Regions from separate parts of the Sus scrofa genome. Here regions 1, 2 and 3 are each linked to region 4. The links are chromatin contacts, called in public Hi-C and HiChIP or PLAC-seq maps. All regions are on one chromosome and are shown on one strand. Each heading gives the region's core, a stretch centred on a gene start, on an enhancer-like site or on the middle of the called end of the contact. The rest is flanking DNA. Distances are from core to core; before and after follow the strand shown.

The links. Hi-C and Micro-C count contacts between places; a contact is called where the count stands out from the background. HiChIP or PLAC-seq counts read pairs in DNA pulled down with a chosen protein or histone mark.
Region 1: a contact with region 4 is called in a Hi-C map of liver, with 3 times the contacts expected there. The contact joins the promoter of FZD5 here to the promoter of PLEKHM3 in region 4. A contact is called at or near these places in 4 of 47 Hi-C or Micro-C datasets (heart right ventricle, liver and skeletal muscle) and 1 of 2 datasets of contacts at active chromatin or transcription factors (alveolar macrophages).
Region 2: a contact with region 4 is called in an H3K27ac HiChIP or PLAC-seq map of alveolar macrophages. The contact joins the promoter of METTL21A here to the promoter of PLEKHM3 in region 4. A contact is called at or near these places in 2 of 2 datasets of contacts at active chromatin or transcription factors (alveolar macrophages and skeletal muscle).
Region 3: an H3K27ac HiChIP or PLAC-seq map of alveolar macrophages shows a contact between it and region 4. The contact joins the promoter of CCNYL1 here to the promoter of PLEKHM3 in region 4. A contact is called at or near these places in 1 of 5 promoter capture datasets (fetal liver) and 1 of 2 datasets of contacts at active chromatin or transcription factors (alveolar macrophages).

Annotation. Positions count from the first base shown.
Region 1 is chr15:110,919,497-110,922,417 of Sscrofa11.1, forward strand. It overlaps FZD5 (frizzled-5), which reads right to left and starts at 1,366. Exons shown (of 2, transcript XR_002339431.1): 1 at 1,230-1,366. LOC110257173 (a long non-coding RNA gene) reads left to right here and starts at 1,975. Exons shown (of 3, transcript XR_002339433.1): 1 at 1,975-2,353.
Region 2 is chr15:110,788,206-110,790,905 of Sscrofa11.1, forward strand. It overlaps METTL21A (protein N-lysine methyltransferase METTL21A), which reads right to left and starts at 1,261. Exons shown (of 4, transcript XM_003133611.4): 1 at 999-1,261; 2 at 180-359. The coding sequence starts at 326.
Region 3 is chr15:110,872,534-110,875,233 of Sscrofa11.1, forward strand. CCNYL1 (cyclin-Y-like protein 1) reads left to right here and starts at 1,379. Exons shown (of 8, transcript XM_005672131.3): 1 at 1,379-2,025. The coding sequence starts at 1,800.
Region 4 is chr15:111,184,414-111,187,222 of Sscrofa11.1, forward strand. PLEKHM3 (pleckstrin homology domain-containing family M member 3) reads right to left here and starts at 1,515. Exons shown (of 8, transcript XM_021076249.1): 1 at 1,472-1,515.

The DNA of each region.
Region 1 (2,921 bases), core at 116-2,615, 270 kb before region 4:
CGTCCGGGCTAAAGGACGGCTGGTAGCAGGGTACCGCGCAGTTGGGTACCTGGCCCGTCCGCACTTTGTTGTAAAGGGGGTGCGACTCCTTCAGAATGGGCACGAAGGGCTCGCGGCACTTGCACACCGACGGGCCCCCGGCGACGCAGTCGCTCCCTGAGGCCGGCGCCCCCGGAGGGCCTGAGAGGGTGGGCTTGGCCGGGAAGGGCCTGGGGGGCGCCGTGGTGGCCTCGCTGCGGTTGTAATCCATGCACAGGACCTCGGCGTCGCGGCCCAGCACCGGGAGGCGGTCGCAGCTCATGCGTTCCGGCCAGGCAAAGCCGTACTGGCGCATGAGCGGCGAGCAGCCGGCCTTGGCGCGCTCGCACACCGAGCGGCACGGCGGCAGCGGCTTGTGGTAGTCGGGCAGGCAGATGGGCGTGTACATGGAGCACAGGAAGAAGCGCAGGTCCGGCGAGCAGTGGATCTCCACCAACGGCCAGAACTGGTGCACCTCGAGGCCCGCCTCGTCCTGCGTGTCGTGGTTGAACTGGTTGGGCATGTGCGTCAGGTTGTAGCCGATGCCGCGGCACATAGGCACTGTGATTTCCTGGCACACCGGCGCCTTGGAAGCGGCCGTCGCCCGGCCCGCCAGCTGCGCCAAGAGCAGCAGCAGCAGCGAAGGCGGCGCGGACGGGTCAGGCCGAGCCATAGCCCCCTCCCTCCCCTCTCCTCCCGCAGCCCAAGCGGGGCCAGCTCAGGCAGGGGAAACCAGGACCGTGCTTCCCTCTCTGCAGACTTGTGTGGCGCCGGGGCTGGCAACCTGTTGGTTTCTCTTTCTTTTAAAGAAATCCGTCCAAAGATAAACTGTTCCGGGAGGGCGCTGCCTCCGCAGGGAGAGCTCAGCTCTTCGCTGGATAGGGCTGAGGAGGGACAGTTAAGGCTCCGATTCCAGGGAAAGTACTCTTTAAAAAAGAAGGTGGGGGAGAAGAAAGATTGCTGCCACTGCCAAGGAGAGGGGCGTCAATGGCTTAGTCCTCGCGAGCAGTCTCCAGATCTCTAAGTTAACCTCTTTCCCTTCCCTTCCCTCCACCTCCAGAAACCAAACTACAGACTCCCCGCCTCTCATCCCGCCTCCCTTTCCGCCCGGCCTTCCACGCTGTACCCCGAGGTCAGAGCGCTCAGCCCTCTGGAAAAGGGCAGAAGGGCAGGGAAAACAACTGGGAGGAGGAGAAGGCGCGTACTCTCACCTCGAAGGATCCCGTGAGAAGCAGATAGTCAGTCGCCAGCCTGAATCCTCCGTCCCTGGGGCTCTTAGCTCAGAAACGCGACTTTGAACCGAGCTGGCATCGAGAAAGTTTGGCGATAAGCTGGGTACCCGAGGCAGCACATGGCAGCAGGTGGGGGTGTCTTAGAGAGGCGGTCGCCCGCTGAACGAGGTCGCCACAGACCGGTCACTCGCCCTCTCCTTCTCCGGGGCCCCCTGCATGATCCGAGCGGGACAGGGCTGGGGTCGGCCGTGCCTTCCACCAGGGTCCACCAAGGGCGAGCGCGCCTGGCAGCACCTGGGCAAAAGGAAGGCGGTGTGCGGCGACCGGGGGCTTCCGCGGCCTCACAGTACCGCCAGCAGCTGGTGTTGGCTCCGCCAGGACTGCATGGTGCGCGCCCGCCGCCGCGTCCCGCCCGCCGCTCGCCTCCTCCCCTGCAGGGGGCTCCGCGCTCCAGCTGATTCCTGGGGGCGGTGGCGGCGCTCCCGGGACGTGCGGGACTCGGCTCCTCCTCCGCGCTCTAGCACCCTTTCGCCCACCTCTGGCGGGTACTCAACGGCGCGCGGCGGCGACGACGGCTGTAGTGCACTTGCGGCCGCAGGCTGGACTGGCCTCTTGCGCCCCGCCCGGGTCACCTGCTTCTAATGCCCGCCAGGAGGCTCCGCCCCGACCCCGCCCCTTTGAGCTGGAGCTCGGTTGGTGGGCCGCCCCGCCACGCTCTCCGCGCGTCCCCGCCCACTGCCCCGCGGGATCGGCCTCTCTTCGGGCGCCCTCCTGCCCCCTCCCCGAGCGGGCCGCTGAGGAGTGCGGGCCAATCGCGGGCCGGGAAGCAGTGGGGGCGGGGCAAATGCTAATTTCGCCTTCTTGAGACCCGGGGCGGGAAACCCTAGCTCGAAGTCCCTCCCGAGTTCTCTAGTGGCGCCCACCCGTGCCTTGTCCACTTTTCTGTAATGGTCTAGCTTACGAACCCTTGCTTCCAGGGCCCCTACCAGGTCTCCTCTCTCCAGCTAAGCATCCTTAGAGTCCAGCGCTTGTTTAAAAGAACTGCTCAAAGAATCACTTTTAACTGTGGCACCTGTCTCCTCTCTGCGTTGTCCTCATACCAGGTGAGCTTAAGTTGAGAGAACAAACGCTTCCTGAGCCCCTATTGTGTGTCGGACAGCGTGTTAATCGTTCATATCTTAATACAGGGTGTCTCAGATCCTTACAACAATTCTATGAGGCAGGCACTCCTTACAGGTGAACAAACAAGAGGTTTAGAAACTTGACCAAGGCAACCAAGCTAATAATAGCAACCCCCAGGAAAGCCACAACCTAGACAATCTTGGGAAGCTCGGTATTCTGAGCGCCTGGCATAGAGTAGGCGCTCAAATGGCAAACCTGGGATTTGAACCGAGATATTTGGGCTGCTGCATCCACAGTTTTAACAGCCACCACTCTCCCCCCACCCCACCCCCGCCATTATGCTACTGGTTAGCTCCCAGGCTTTAACCTTTACTTTTGCATTTCGTAACAAAATCTTACTGTTGCGACAGGAAAGTGATTTTCTTTCTCTTAGGAAGACTCGAGACAGGTTAGTCCTTTATCAGTTTATCGGGTTAAAAAGTCCAGGCAGTTCCCAAGTCGCCCGCAGAGAGAAGCAACACTGGCTCCAGGCTCTGTGATGGGCTAGGC
Region 2 (2,700 bases), core at 11-2,510, 400 kb before region 4:
TGTGGCGACAGTTGGGCCACTCCGTGGATTTACTTAAGAAAAAAAAAAACAAAAACCAAACTACTTTAAATAGATGAAATGTACGGTATAGAATTATATCCCAATAAAACTATTATTAAAAAAAAATAAAGACCAGTCTTATAATCAGTTGCTGGAGGCTCCCCCCGGGGGTTACTTACCGCGTCCCAAACCACGGCAGCGACTCCCAGCTGCTTCCAGTCCTGCTGGATCTGGATCCTGTGGTTTGCAAAGGAGAAGGTGGCAAGAGGCTTGTGGAATCTCTGCAGCCCCATTCCTGCGGTCTCCTCATAGGGCACCAGGGCCATCTCGTCCGAGCCCAGCTCCCTGCTCCCTCAAAGCTGTGGAGCAAAAGAATTCTGCGTGATGCTTCTAGCCAGAAAAAGTATTATTACCTCTTAAGTAGCTACAATTGCTTTCTTAAGGTCATTTTACGAGTTCAAAATAATTAACACTCGAGGAAAGAAGCCTTTGTCTCATTCCTTTTACATGGCTCTTCTGGGAAGTGAGATATCGCTCTGAGTTCGTGCTGTAGCCGCTCGACGAATTCGCAGCTGAGCGAAGAGTGAGCAAAGTAGAGGTGACAGCCCAGGACTGCGGAGAAAGTAGCGCTTTCTAAACTGCCGGGGCCCGTGTAGACTGCAGCTGCAAGCCGCTGCGTTGGGCAGGGCATTATATTGTTGTTTCTTTCTTGGTCTTCCTTGCTCTCTCTAAATCGTTGCGTTCAAGAGCGACCCCACAGACGTCTGAACTTAAATGAAGGGTTAACGGTAAGATTATCCCGCTTTACGACACCAGCCGGCTATACACGCTCAACGCAGTTACATTTCTTGCACTGGAAGTGAAAGACGCTAGTGGATTCCGAGTCGCTTTCAGCGAGCGAGACCCCGGGTCCAGGATAGATTGGGGCACCGCGGCTCGGAGACCTCCTCATAGTCTTGACCCCCGCCCGCCCCACTGAAGGTCCGACAGGTACGTACGTCCTTCCCGCGGGCCCCAAAGCTGCGGGAACCGGCGGGATCGGGCCGGGAGCTACGGATCCCCAGACGCGCGGGCTTCCTGCCCCATCTCGGGAGCGCCCGCGGCCTCCCTGCCGAAGGCCGAAGGCGCGCTCAGCGTCCCAAGAGCCGGGCGGGCTACACACCCCGGCCGGCAGCGCAGCCTCCCCTCTACCTACGGCTCCCGAGGCGGCGCCGGGTTGGTGCGCGCGTTGCTCTCCCCGCCCCGAGGTCGGCGGCGGAAATGACCCGCGCGCGGAGGTGGGCAGCCCGCGCTGGGGCCACGCGTTTCCGGCTCCCCGCCTTCCCAGCTCCCCGCCTTCCCAGGACAAGTGCTGGCTGGGGGCGGGCCCTCCCCCGCGTGGGTCCCCAGGGGATTGCGGCCAAGTCAGTTTCCCGGGGGGCCCGGGAGAGCGAGGTGCAGAGCCGCGGGCGGGAGCGCCGAAGGCGTGGGTACCGTGGCGACCGGGGAGTGGGAGGCCGCCCACCTGGTGCTGGGGCCGCTTATCTATGCGCTCGTTTTGGCGCGCGCGTCTTTTTGTGTGTGTTTCTTAAACGTGTGTGTTTGCCTGTTTTTAGTTTTAAGGGTGGCTAGTTAGCGGGTGTAGGAGAAAATTCGCTCCAAAGAATACGTGGTCACCCATCCGTCCTTGTATTAGCAAAGTGAGGTTCGAATTGGTGCAATCCGGCGCTCCGTGGCGGTAGAGTGGGAAACGTGACAAAGCCCTTCTCAACTAGAGAGCAAAAGCCGAGCGGGGCGCCCGGTGTAGACCGGAGGTCCAGGTCTTCCTTCCTCCCCGGACAGAAAGTTAGCGCCCCTGGCTTGGGAACGAACACCCGTTCTCCAGACGAAAGTTGCTGAGAGTGTGGCACCTGGCCGCAGGCCCTTGGGAAGCGCTCAGCTTGAAGTGAGCACCCAAGAATGTGACGGCGGCAGGGGCCGCATCCTTCTCTCCGAAAGATTCTTTCTCTTCTCGGATCTGGACTCCCAGCCGCCGTGACCCCCCCGCCGCCGCACTCTCAGGAGAGGGCGATTTTCAGCTCTCCCTGCACGTTGGAATAAACCGGAGCGCTTTTCATCTCCGCAGACCAGGACTCTGCCAGGGGAAAGTTTCAGCTGGTGTGCGGTGGGACCCGAGCCTTGGCATTTTTTTTTAGAGCTTTCCTGGTGATTGCGCCCCGCGGCCACTGGTTAGAAGCTTGAGCCAGACCTAAACCACCCCCTCTCCTCGCATCCCGCAGGGGGCGTGCCGGGCTCTGTCCACATTTCCTTTTCCTTCCTGGAGGAGGGAGGCGTGGGTGGGGCCCTGGGACTGCAAAGTTGATTTGAACGGAACTTTGAAGGTCACTGGTGAAGGTCTTTTACTCTTTTTTTTTTCTTTAGCTTTGCTTCTTTATTATTAATTTTTTATGTGATTGAGTTTATTTTTGAGAGCAATGTTTTTTATTTTATAATGATTTTTATTTTTTCATTATAGCTGGTTTACAGTGTTTTGTCCATTTTCTACTGTACAGCAAGGTGACCCACTCACACATACATGTATACATTCTATTTTTGAGGGCAATTTTAAGTTCACAGTAACGTTGGCAAGATTTCCCACACACTCTCTGTTCCATGCATAGCCTCCCTCATTATCAACATCTCCCGCTAGGATGGTACATTTGCTCCAACTGATAAACCTAC
Region 3 (2,700 bases), core at 129-2,628, 310 kb before region 4:
TCAGTCTGAACCCTTTCTTTTCTTTTAGATGAATATAAAGTCTCTCAATTGGTCCTGTTGTGTCCTTCAATCCTCCTTATTGTCCAGAGTGACCTAACTACAAACCACCTGATAGGGACATCTTACCTTCACAACATTCAATGATTCTCATGTTTCTGGGAAACAATTCAAACTCTTTACCCCAGCATCTACTTTGGGGTTAGGCAGATCTAGGTTTGAATTTCAGGTTCAAGTATTCTGCAGCAGTGTGGCCTCAGACAATTGGACTTTCAAAGCCTTTGTTTTTCTCAGGTGTCTAAGCTCACTGAGGGCAGGGTTATTTCCCCAAACACAATGCCGGGCACATAGGGAGCGCTAATTAATGCTGAATGAAGGGAAAGCATTTTAAAATCCACATCAAAAAGCTGTCCCTCCTTAAAAATAAAATAAAATCCTGATATGCTGTGCCACTTCCAACCAAATTTGATTTCTGTCTTTATTTCCTGATAATCACAATCCCAGGGCTGGGCACCAGGGATGAAGGCTGGTTCTGCCTGGCGTCCCCACCCCTTTAGGGATCCACACTATCAGGGATCAAATCCTGGCCATACCCCTGAGCAATTAGGTGACCTTGGGAGCGTTATTTAATTTATGGAAAATCTGTGTTCCTGATGGTTTTGTTCTCAAGGGTTAATGAGCACCACACTTGGAAAGGGTCGGGCGCGTATTAAGTGTTCGCCAAATGTTAGCTATCGTTAACCTCCTTCATCAATTCAAGACCGTGGTACTCCACTTTGTGACTCTCAATTTTGTATGAGAAAAACGTGCTTTATGCGTTGGCGAGAAAGAGTTGCTGAATCCCCGCGTTTCAGAAGTGGAAGGAACGAGTTCGGTGCCTATTTTACCGATGAGGAAGTGTAGGGGTGACGTGTCCTCGAGTCTTATTCAAGACACTGCCACAGCTTTTTACTGAAGGTAAGACCAGGGCCCCGGGGGTTGCTGTGGTCAAACTGAAGGCAGAACAGAGGAGCATTTAGTTACAAAAACGGTCAACAATTCGGGTGTAACTAAGTTCGTTGAGCAGTACATCAAATGAGCCAGCCGTCAGACCTAGCGAAACCAAGTTGCTAACGAACTGGCTCTTTACTTAAGGGGCTATTTTATAGAGCCCGCTCAGCCAGGACAGCTTCAGTTAACAAACTCCCGCAACGCTTCCGCAGGACCGGAAAGCTCCGAGCCGTGAGAGATGAATGGAAACCAGAGTTCAGGGCGCGCCTCGCGGGGGGCGGAGCGCCGATGGGCAGGGGCGGGGCATTATGAGTCACGTGCCTACGCTTGAGGCGGGCGCGTGGAGGGAACTCTAGATGTGATTGGTCCGTCGTAACCAGGTGACCAAAGGACGCGTTCCGGTTGGCAGGGGCCAGCCAGGCGAGGCTTTCAGTCGGGAGGCGGCGGCGGAAGGAGGAGGAGCTCCGGCTGCGCTCTCTCCCGGCAGTGGCTGCGCGTCTCAGCGTTTGTCGGGTCCCCACCCCTTTTAAATAAGCCGGTCTGGTCACCGCCCTCACAGACTAGTTGGCTCCGGGGAGGCGGCAGCGGCGCGGCGGCGGGGGTGCGGCCGGGGCCGGAGCCCTGCCCCGGGCCCGGCGGCGGGGCGGACGGGCGAGTGGGGCCGAGGCCGCGTCTGCATGCGCGGCGCAGCCCCGGCATAGCCCGGGGCTGCCCGTGCCGGCCTCGCCATTGTTGGGGGAGGGGGCGGTTGCTGAGAACGGCGGAGTCGCAGGGCGAGCCGAGGAGGTGGCGGCCAGAAGCGGAGGCGCCCCATGGGGAACACGTTGTCCTGTTGCTTGTCGCCCAATGCCAGCCCCAAGCTGGGCAGGCGCAAGGGGCCGGTGGAGCCAGACTACGAGTCTGAAGTCTGTGAGGCGGCGGCTGGGGACGCGGTGGCAGTAGCTTCCGCGCCGGCTGCCGTGGAACCAGCTGAGTTGGATTACGGAGCCGGCGAGGGCCACCACCTGCAGCACATCAGCGACCGGGAGATGCCCGAAGGTAAGGCGGTGGTAGGCGCACCTCGCCCCTCGCGGGGCCGGCTGCATCTGTTCTCGGGCTTACCTCTGGCCTCCGCCGCCCCCAGGGTTCCCCCGGGAGGGAGCCGCCGCCTAGGGCTCCTTCCTGCCCGGAGCTGGCTTTCCCAGGGCTGGGCACCGGGGATGAAGGCTGGTTCTGCTTGGCGTCCCCACCCCTTATTCTTTTCCCGTCGCGTCCAGCCAGTCTTTTTTCCTCTAATCTACCCGAAAGCCCAGTTCTTTCCCCCATTCCCATTTCCCACCCCAGTCTGAGACCCTCCGGTCTGCGACCCTTCCTGTTTGCGGCTCTTTATTAACGCCTGGTGGGACTTTATAAAGACTTTCTGGTATAGTCTCTGTATTCTCAGTGAAAACTTAAATAACCCAACTATGGCGTATCCATCCCACCTCCTTATCCTTACCTATCCAGATGGTACCTAAGTGAAGGAACCAGGTAAGGTAGTTAAGGCAGTTGATACAATTTAGACGCATTCCAGAATTTGTTATTTAAGTTCAAAATAGAGATCGACAGAGTCTATATGGCGTTCTTCGGTAAAATTATTTGAATTTTAACGTTTTCAGTCGCCCTGATAGAAGCTGCTTTCTTCCTTCTAACTGTAATTTGAGCACGAAAATAAAGAAAATGATTGGGGGCGGG
Region 4 (2,809 bases), core at 265-2,764:
TATAGTATTTTATAATGAAGTATCATATGAATGAATGCAAATTGCAATTCACTATGACTATTAAATTTAAAATATTAAAGAAAAAAAAAACCCAGACATGTCTCCTTTCCAAGGAGGACAAAAACTTCCAAATAAGTTTACAACAGTATAGCTCTGTCTCAGTTTAACCTAGTAAATTCAAATCTGTCCTGATTTCAAGCTATGCATCTAGGCCAGTCTCAATTTGTCATTCATTTATATATCTCATTAATAACTTTGAGAAGCAGGTCTGAAATTTCCTTATCTTTAAGCTTAGTAATCCTTTCATAGAAGGCCAAATCATGCTTGTCATCAGCCACAATGTCATTTACTGTATACTAAAAATGAACGAGGTCAACAGAAGGAAAAAATCATTCCTGGGAGTGCCAGCTTAATGTAAAAGCTCTGCTAAGGCTTGGTTTCTAGGACCCAGGAGCGCCGGGGGGGCGGGGAGAGCAGTAAAAACGCACAGAACAGGATCATCTATTTCAACTGATTTCTACTTATAAACCTGTATCATTTAAAAAACAAAAAACAGACAACGCCTCATACCATCTCCCCTTACCTGATATGCATTGCACTGTTGTGCAGTTTCCAGCAGTTTCCAGGATGAAATAAAAACCAAAGCATGGAAGAAACAGCAAAATCACCGCTACCCCGGGGAGCGTCTCGGATATTTACAATGCTGTCATCCCCACACCCTTCCCCCAATGGCCAGCCAGACAGCACAGAAGCCGGCAGATGCTCACCCAGCCGCCGGCCGCTTCTCTCTCTTCACCTGCGTGGCCCGCAGCCTACTCCTGGCTGGGGCTTGGCTTCGGCAGCCCGCCCGCCTTCCTCACGGTGACAAGCCGGCTTGGCCACCGACCATCCCGGCCCGGCTCTCTGTTTACAAGCGCTTCTGGCGGTCCCACATTTAAATGCTTCCTTCCTGCAGCCCGGGAAGCGAGATCCGGACACACAAGGTTCCAGTCGGCAAGGACTAGATTTTCCTGCCCAGGGACCTAGCACCCGCAAGGGCCTGACCGCACCCTCCTGGGCTCCTTATCTCTTTGTCTTCCTACACACAGTTTTCATCACACACTTTTTGAAAACAATGGCTAGTGCCCCAGAGTCACCTCTCTGCTCCTCCCAGTGCCCAAATAGATGTTTGCAACTGCAAAATTTCATTTGGAACAGACTGGAGATCAGTCTTGTTTTTAGCATCTCCCTTGTCTGAGAGAATTACTCAGATAAGTTCTTTCTGAAAATAGGACTTTTAGGACCTAGAGATTGCTTCACATTTCAGGTTTGGAGCTGTGATAAAAGTCAATTTTCACTCCCCTTTCATGGTGTAGCCAGCAGATTGCAAGCAGAGAGTTTTGAGTGCAGGTTTTCAACCCTCATTCAGATTCCCAGAAAAACAAAGAGTGTGTGTGATCTGAGTGGTCCTTAATGAGACACCCCAACTCACCCCACAGTGACTTTTGCAGGCATTGCAACAGGATATGGCAGTCAGGCTGGAAGACCTTCCTTGACGTTCCCCACTTTATTCTCTCTTGTAACACACGTAGCTCAATTTATAATCACACATGTTTTTACTTACCTGTTTTACTGGCTTCTCCACCCCGACCCCAGCCTCACCTATAAACTCTCTGAGGGCAGGAACAATTTTGGTTTCACTCCCAACCACATGATAGGCCCAAAGCTCCGTGCAAGCTATATATGTTTCAATGAATGAATGAAGAACTGAATGCAAAAAAAAAAAAAAAAAAAAAATCTCCTTTAAAGATTCATAAGAAAATCTTTAATCACGGAATTTTAAAAAACATCTCTTTTGGCTGATGTTTAAGTTTGTTTCAAAGCTTACACTGCAATTTGAGATACATTTCTTCCTCTTTGCTTCAGGACTTTTGACAAGAGGTTTCCCCTAATGAGAGCTTTCACCCCTACCTCATCCCTTTAGCCAGGCCAACTTCTTGCCCTTTAAGAAGCAAGTGTCATCACCTGTCTCCCAGAGAGGACCCTGCTCCTTTTAAGCATGGGAGGAGGAACTCACGTGTGCCTCTATCAATGCACTCATCGTGTTTTGCGGAATTCATCTGTTTACTCATTAGTCTTCCCAGACCATTGACTGTCAAAGCTCAGTATGTAATGGAATCTTCTAGAACAGTGCTTTTCAAACCTTAATGTGCGGGAATCCTGTTAAAATGCAGGTCATGATTCAAGAGGTCTGTAGTGGGGGCCTTTGAAGCTTTAGTGGACTCCCAGGTGATGCCACATTTTGAGTGTCAAGACTCTCAGGTGCTTGTTAAAAATGCAGATTCCTGGATCACATACCCATTGTTGGGCTGCACCCCGCAAGCCTATAAGTTCTGCACTTGCCCAGTTTTAAGACTGAAGAAAGATGGATTCCCGTCGTGGCACAGTGATTAACAAATCCAACTAGGAACCATGAGGTTGCGGGTTCGGTCCCTGCCCTTGCTCAGTGGGTTAACGATCCGGCGTTGCCGTGAGCTGTGGTGTAGGTTGCAGACGCGGCTTGGATCCCGCGTTGCTGTGGCTCTGGCGTAGGCTAGTGGCTACAGCTCTGATTGGACCCCTAGCCTGGGACCCTCCATATGCTGCGGAGCGGCCCAAGAAATAGCAAAAAAAAAAAAAAAAAAAAAAAAAAAAGAGAGACTGAAGAAAGAGCCCAGAGTCAGCAACAGAGACATCACTGGTTTAATGGATGGGGGATCTTACATGTCTGAAGCAAGGTCCTGGAGTGACACCATATCATGTGCAAGAAACAGCGAACAGGATATGGGGG